Linked DNA regions of Bombyx mori: region 2 is linked to region 1. A link is a contact called in public Hi-C data. All regions are on one chromosome and are shown on one strand. The core of a region is the stretch at or near the end of the contact, and the rest is flanking DNA. Distances in the headings are between cores, read along the strand shown.

Region 1 (4,311 bases), core at 113-2,612:
CCGATAGTGGATCGGGAGGATCCGTAATGACGTGTTTAGGGTGTATAAGACTGTTTACCATTTGATCCGCAGGTTTGGGAATGTAGTTACCGGCGGCCACGATGAGAGGTGTGGTGTCGCTTTTACAAAATGGAGTAGTAATTATTTCGATTTCGATTGTTAAGGCGCCGGAATATCTAGATACAAAACTCTGGGAAAGACGAAGCCGAAGATACTGAGAATGAATATATTTCTAATAGGCCTACATTAAGTAAAGTCTAAAACGTACATTAACTAACAAAAGAAGGTAAAGTTAGGAAATCCAGGCGCCTTAGTATCAGAAATCGTCATGATTACTTCGGTGCGCCGCGTAGGGCACCGGTGACCTATATAGCAGTCAACAACTTAACAATATTCATAGAGACTTATGAAAATAGATCAAACCTTTAAATCTAACAATAAATAATGAAGTATTGGTATGGTCACCAGCTGTTACCCGCGGCTTCGCCCGCGTGGTCAAAGGAAAAATATCAGTGTAGTTTCCCGTCGGAATGAGAAGTGATTCCGGCAAAAAAGGTACCTTATACCAGTCTCCTGACCTAAAACTATCACTATACAAAAAGAATGACAATACGTCCCTTCATTTCGACGTGAAAAAAGGACAAACAAATAACTAACTGTTGCCCGCGACTGCGTCAGCGTGAAATAATTACTTTGGCATAGCGCTAAACTTTACCCGCCTCTTCATTTACGTAGAAAGTGTAAATATTTTTGAATAATAGATAATGTTAAGGAGCTATTTAAGGTACCAAAATCACGCTTTTTAACCGACTTCAAAAGAGGAAGTTATCAATTCGACAATAATTTTTTATCAATGTAATGTATTATTTTTCATAATAACAGAATATACTACTACTGAGCTGGCGCTATGACCCCGAAGTGGGTCTTGGCCTCCGACAATAAGCTTTGCCATTCATCCCGGCGCTGCGCAACACCTTGCCAGTCCGACACTTGGAGCTCCCGTAAATTTCCTTCCACAGCGTCAGACCAGCGGTACTTGGGCCTCCCTACGGGGCGGCGTCCCTCCGTTACAACAGAATATGCATGTATTTAATTATTGAAGATTTTTATAAACTCGACATTGGCAACAATGGCATCGCACGAACCCAATTGCCATAATTAGAAAGAGAAAGAGAACTGGAAGATTTTATACCTGTTACCCGGCCATCCTGATGCTCTTGGGTCAGCTGGAGGGGTGCCTGAGCGATTTCCATTTCAAAAACGTCTATTATCACTGACACTGTTATTATCACTGTCAGGAGCGCGCTCAGAGCATTTATCGGTTTTTCGATCAACTTATTTCACGCACTAAGAACTGGAAATTTACATACCTACTAAATTATAATTTTATTTAATACGGCCACATCTCTAAGAAGGTCTATAAATAGTTCGATTTATCGAATCTATTGAACATATCGTCCGTTAAATATATGCAAATGCGTGATTAGTTAGAATTAAAAAAAACGCAGTCCAAGTCGAAGTTGTTTTAAAATGTCACTTAATTTCATACAGAACCCAATAAATGGAAGAGCGAATCGCTTTTTTAAGTATGTATTTACATAGTTTTTCTATTTCATACAAATAACTTAAAAACGATAATCGCCTTCTATTAAAATACTTTTAGGGTTTAATTTCGAATATTTTTTTTGGTCATTATTATATATTTCAGACACCATGAAAACTGAACTATTCACAACTTCGAAAATAACATAATGACAATAAAAAGACGCGAGGTTAAATCGTAATAGTAGCATGAATACAGTGAAACAATAAAAAAAATTCGAAACTGCTTATTTCTGAAATAAACTTCGATACAAAAATGTCCTACCGTCATAGATACCATTTGGCGTTTGCGGCCAAGCCGTTTGATCAGAAAAATACAGAATTTTATCAAACGCTTGCCGAGAGAAACCGAAATTGTCAAGCTCTCATTTGACATTGTTAAACCATTTAATCGTGAAGTTCAAAAGATTTTTCATTGTAGTAATCTTTAAAACTATGAGGGTTTGCCTGTTTATTAATTTTATTCTCATATTGGCAACAAAATCAGTCACCGCCACCGACTAAATTGGCCAATCTCTAATTAATTAACTAATATTTAAAAAAATCTACGCAAAATTACTAGCCACTTCGCCAGCACTTCGTATACATTTGCAATTTTAGATTCAAAAAAGGATTTAACCAAACTATTTTACCCGTTCACGAAAATTCAATTACCACTCAAACGTTAAGGATAAGAATTCGCGACGATTTTTTTTTTTTTAATTTCCCGCGCGATTTTGTCAAGCGCTTGCTAGCGCGGCTGGTGGACTTTTGACGCGGTCTCCGCTCGACGTGAGCTTGGCCGAAGGCGGGTCTGACTCCGCCCCGTTGCTTTTCGCATCTGACGGGAACTTAGGCAGGGAGAAAATAGTCCGGGAGCCGCCGATGTTTTTATATGAGCTTTTTATTTATTGAAGTGAAACTTCCTTATCGGCGTTGGAAAAAAATTTACCGTCACATTTTTCGGTTACGCGTCACATTTTTCCGTTACGCGCCATCTTTTAATTAACGGCTGTATGTTCTGAAGTATGGATGCGCATTTGAGAAACCGACCTCATGTCTCAAGGTGGGTCACGGAATACATTTTGTAATTGCAATAATCCCAGGTAACCCACTTAATATCACGTGGACCGTGCTATTATTGTTATTACGTAAAATAATAGGAAGAAAAGTACCAGGGTATTATGATATCAAAGAGATGTATTATTATAACTTTACTCTGACGTACAGCCTTCTTTATTAATTAACGGCTGTATGTTCTGAAGTATGGATTCCGATTTGAGAAATTGACCTCATGTCTCCAGGTGGATTACGGAAATCATTTTGTAATTCCAATAATCTCAGGGAGCCCACTTAATAATATCACGTGGACCGTGCTATTTATTACTGTTATTACGTAAAATAATAGGAAGAAAAGTACCAGGGTATTATGATAGCAAAGAGATTTATTAATAATTAACGGCGGTATGTTCTGAAGCATGGTTTCGGATTTGAGAAATCGACCTCATGTCTCAAGGTGGGTCAAACTTCACGAACCTCAGGAACCCCATTTAACACCACGTGGACCGTGCTATTATTATTAATTTATAGGAAGAAAAGTACCAGGGTATTATGATATCAAAGAGATGTATTATTAAAATGCTGTAATAATCTTAGTAGCAAAAAGGTAAAGTGAAATAATTGTATTATTTGTATTCATGTCTATGATAATAAAATCCTTTTGTTTAAACTTTATCTAATTTAACTTTATTTAACCAATTTCTAGAAAGTTGCATGTAGATCATTTTTCGAAAAATAAGGCCATAAACAAGTTTCACTTCTTACGTGTGTACACTAGTACACGCACACATTTTTTTTTATTAGTACTTCTTTTTTTTTGTGGGGTGACCGGTTTAAAAAGGCAGTCTGTGGGTTCGTTCGCAAAAAAAATTAGAACATATTTAAATTTATGATCTTCACTATTCTGTCCGAGCAATCCTAGTGTACGTACTTTTCTCTCTACAATAATTCATTTTATAAATTAAATAAAACTTGTAAAATGAATTATTGAAAAGTAAAATTAGTAAAATTTTATGTACCTAAAATACCGACATGATTGAATCAGTCGTGGTCAGAAACAAAAATTCTTACTCCTTTAATTCTTTCATCACGCATTTCTGTATGATAAAATTCTTAAAATATTTCTACGTATTTGTAATATACTTATACTTGAAGAGGAGCCAAGTAAGTACCTTATTTATTATTTTGGTGTAGTGTATCTTAGTTTAAAATATTAGACCAACGTTAATATTGTTATATAATATGTAACACAAATATATACCATATGGACGAATCTACCTGTTCTACATATATATATTTTTTTTTTTTTCTACAAAGGCAATTAAAAAAAGTCAGTTTTTATATTTGTTTATTGCTTAGATTGGTAGATGAGCTCATGGCCCACCTGATGTTAAGGGATTACCGAAATCCATAGACATCTACAACGTAAATGTCGCCATCCACCTTGAGACATGAGTTCTAAGGTCTCACTTTTAACAGTACAACAGCTATTGGGCTATCCTTCAAAACAAACGCATTATTGCTTCACGGCAGAAATAGGCAGGGTTGTGCTACCTACCCGTGCAGACTCACAAGACGGCCTACTACCAGTAAGAATGTTTGTTCCTTATAGCTACAGGAAATATTCAGATCGGCCTAGCAGATGAGGCTGTAAAGTCTGATAACCATCGG
Region 2 (4,207 bases), core at 852-3,351, 47 kb before region 1:
CGCTGTTTCTTATTGTATTCAGCACCAGAGCGCGCGGATATTAAAAAAATGTTTTTTTTATTGCCTTTGTAGGCAGACGAACTTACGGCCCACCTGATGGTCAGTGGTTACCGTCGCACATGGACTTCAGCAATGCCAGAGGCAGAGCCAAGCCGCTGCCTACCGCTTAATACCCTCCACAAGCCTCGTTTGAAGGATATGTCATAGCGCTCGGGAAATACCGTAGAGGGGAGTTCATTCCAAAGCCGGATGGTACGTGGCAAAAAAGTGGCTACAAGTAGTATGGATGAACTCTACTGCGGTGGCGGGCGGTGCGATGGTAAAAGCGAGATTATGGTAGTTTATAATCGTTTGGGTTTGCGAAGAACAAAGAGGAAATAAAGTCGACATTCATACGTACATATGTGGTGTGACTACTTCGCGACCGAAGTCATGAAGGTACAAACCCGTTCGGCCTTATTTGTAGTAGGAAATGTGATCGGAGTTACGCGGTTTCTTTTTGAACCGTTTTTATTAGCGCGCTTTCTTTGTATGTGACGGAATCTTGGAAAGTCATTATCAACGACTAGCATTGGCTCTAGAAAGAGCGTTGGTTGGCAGAATCTACCACTCTAAGCTGGGCTAAAGTGGGCTGTGTCTATGGGTTAGTTCGCTCGTCGTAATTGAGGATTTCAAGGTGTGATTTAAATGTGTTTTCAAGGAACGAAAATATTAGAATGATTTTTTATTGGTCAAAAAGTTAAGTAGTTATAACCTCTAATTGGCGGATCTTGTCTAGGCAAAAACACACAACAACAAAAAACAAATCTGACTTTATCCAAAAAAAACAAAAGAAATTATTATCAATGCAGTCGAAGTAAAATTAAAATATTAGAATCTACATTATTAAGGAGAACTCAAAAACTACTGGTCAGATCTTGATAATGTTTAAATGGTATAATATTACTACGAAGCACTAGCTTTCGAATAATAAAACAATAATCAAAATTCACCTAAAAATAGTTCAGAGGTAACAAAAAATATCGTGTTATAAGAACCACCATCATTTTTGAAGTCAGTGAAGCTAAAAGGGTTTTTTTATTGCTTAAATGGGTGAACGAGCTCATGGTCCACCTGGTGCTAATTGGTTAACGGAGCCCATAGACAACTACAACGTAAATGCCGCCACCCACACTGAATTCTAAGGTCTCACTTTTAACAGTACAACAGCTGCCCCGCTCTTCAAACCGAAACGCATTACTGCTTCACGGCAGAAATAGGCAAGGCGGTGGTACCTACCCGTGCGGACTCACAAGAGGTCCTACCACTAGTAATAGACGAAGCTTGAAGTTGGTAGGCGACGACCAATCATTCGCATTGTCGCGTGCCGATGTGATGGGTACGTATGTACGTGTCTACGGCAAACGTAAATGGTTCGAACAGCTACGTTACGGTTTACGTGGTCACGTAATCTCTAAACAGACAAACCGTTAAAAATAGTTTTAATTACGTGCGCCACTCGAAGGCACCACGATAACGGTAGGCAGCGGCTTGGTTCTGCCCCTGGTATTGCTGACGTCCATGGGCGACGGTAACCACTTACCATCAGGTGGGTTGTACGCTCGTCTGCCCACAAAGGCAATAAAAAAAACGAAAAAAATTAATTACGATTAACTTTTTTTTTTATTGCTTAGATGGGTGGACGAGCTCACAGCCCACCCGATGTTAAGTGGTTACTGGAGCCCATAGACATCTATGACGTAAATGCGCCACCCACCTTGAGATATAAGTTCTAAGTTCTCAAGTATAGTTACAAAGGTTGCCCCACCCTTCAAACCGAAACACATCACTGCTTCACGGCAGAAATAGGCAGGATGGTGGTACCTACCCGCGCAGACTCACTAGAGGTCCTACCACCAGTAAAACATTAAGTAACTTTAGAACATTAAATCTTTTTCTTTTGGTATAAAAGTTAAAGTAAAGTAAAAAAAATGATATAATCTATTTGATTCAGTCACTCCCGTTAGATTCACTATCCGAAAATCGAACCTCACTAAATTCTGAACATTCCTTAATTCTATAGTGAGATAGTTCAGAACCCCACCTACTATAAATCAAAAGCCCCTCCCACATCCGGCCGCAGCCATCTTTGAGATCTCATTTCCGGCGGCGTAAGAAAGAGACGGGGTCACGATAGTTTCGTGTGGAAATGAAAGGGACGAAGCATTAGCGGTTTTCGGGTTCAATTCGGTTGACACTTAAGATTTGGCTGTCTGAAAATACTAGTGGTCCCGCAGTAGTCGAAATTCGACTATAATTAATTAGAATTGTAAGTTTGTACACTATTATGATTGTATTTTATACTTCTATAATGACAAATTTCACCAAGACTATACTATAAAAAATATTAACAAAGACATACAATATTTAATCTCAATTTGACAACAGACGTCAAGAACAAAAGTTTGACAATAAATAGTATGCATGCGTGTGTGCGTCAACTACATGGTATGTAGTGTGTGTAATGTTTTCTTTATTGATTTAATGTAACTTTTATGCATTATTTAAAAAAATATATTAGCATTGTGCACTTCTTCTCTGTATTCTCTATAAGTGTGGAAAATTTCATACTCCTCTGTCCACGCAATTTTCGTAAAAAGGTATATGGATACAAAGTTTTTGCTTCACGTATTAATTAGAAAATATTGGTGTTTTTTTTTTTCGTTTCTTGATATTAATGGGTAAGCTTGAAGTGACAGATTAGTTGTCAGGTGTGGTATTTCTTTCAGTTTTGTGAACCGCAATCACAATTAAAACCAATTTTAAGATGCGATCTTGGGGTTTTTAATACCTACGCTTTTATTAGCTTCAGACGTATGTAGGTATGTTAGTACGTAACGGAATTTTTAAACATGATTTTGACCCCCTTAAAAACGTTGGATTAACTCGAAATTTGGTATACTTATTGACCGGTGACACAAAAACTTTAAAAAAAAAATAAAAAAAAAATATATTGGATAATTTTAAATTCAACTAAAAAATGAAAAATAATAATAGTTTAAAAAAACTAACAAAATACTTACACCTTTATAGAAAATCCAACTAAAAAATAGAAAATACATTTTAATAAATTTGAATTAAAAATAGTGTAAGAAAAAATTATTTTATTTTAAAAAAGCGTGGGGTGCATGGTTTGGTGGTCATCACACCACCTTACATTACGTCTTCCGCTGCGCGGTCTCCACTCGAGAACCCGTCTGCTCCAGCGGTCCTCAGTTCTACGGCATATCGTCTTTTCGCATTAAAAGTATACAATTTCCTAAAATATTCAAAATTGAGTTTGAATATTTTAGGAAATGCGGAATCATATTTTGGTATCACCAGTATTTTTCTCATAAAATACTGTCAAAAGAGCGTTGTTTAGTTTTAGTTTTATTTTTTGCTTACCTATATTTTGACTACTATTAACAAAATTAATAGATAATTTTATCTAACTTTAATAGACAGATAATGTAACTGGCAAAAAATAAAAAATAAATGTTGCAAAGATGATTCATATTAAAAATATCACATGTTAATTCTTTCAAACACACTCCTGTAAAATTAGTCAGTTTTGAGATTATACAGCTTTAATGCGAGATGACGATATATTCACAGTTTTTTCGTTGTTCGGTAATTGCTTAGTAGCAGGTGAGCTAATCCACTGAGTTTCTCGCCGGATCTTCTCAGTGGGTGGTAATTCCGATCCGGTGGTAGTTTCGGCAAAGCACTGCTCTTGTTGGGGCCAGTATTAGCAAACTCTTTCAGGTTGAGCGCGTTAGCTCCCCCACTCGTCCGGGGTAGCTAGAACAACCCCTAAGGCCACCAAAATGGACATACTAAAACATTTACTGTCCGACCGCCGAAAGAATCCGCTCGATTAAATTTATATTTACCGCAAAATTGTAGAGCATTTTTTTTTTTTTTAGAGTCGTTAAAATGAAAAGTGCTTAAAAATTACATCTTCCAACTTATCCACAAAGGCATTCTCTCAGCGGCCGGACAATAGATAGGTATTACCATAATATTGACTAAATTAAGGATTAGCTTTCCGTTCGTGTTGTTAGTTTTTTTTTTTTTAATGTAGTTAAAGGACGATTTAAGAGTCCTTCGTTCTTAGATAATGCAACGGCATAGTTAAGCCAATGCCTACTAAGACTCCTTTCGACATTTTTATTTAGTTTCGAAG

The links. Hi-C and Micro-C count contacts between places; a contact is called where the count stands out from the background.
Region 2: a contact with region 1 is called in a Hi-C map of posterior silk gland, with 2.1 times the contacts expected there. The contact joins the enhancer-like site here to the promoter of LOC101745996 in region 1. A contact is called at or near these places in 2 of 7 Hi-C or Micro-C datasets (middle silk gland and posterior silk gland).

What each region holds. Positions count from the first base shown.
Region 1 is chr28:8,633,965-8,638,275 of ASM3026992v2, reverse strand. LOC101745996 (photoreceptor-specific nuclear receptor) reads right to left here and starts at 1,362. Exons shown (of 11, transcript XM_038021229.2): 1 at 1,193-1,362. The coding sequence starts at 1,253.
Region 2 is chr28:8,681,950-8,686,156 of ASM3026992v2, reverse strand. All of the region lies in intron 4 of LOC101745996 (photoreceptor-specific nuclear receptor), which reads right to left. Among protein-coding and RNA genes, the nearest start is that of LOC101740773, 26 kb to the left of the region's middle. Within about 2 kb of position 2,101, at least 4 of the 8 cell types and tissues checked have open chromatin away from gene starts, as enhancers often do.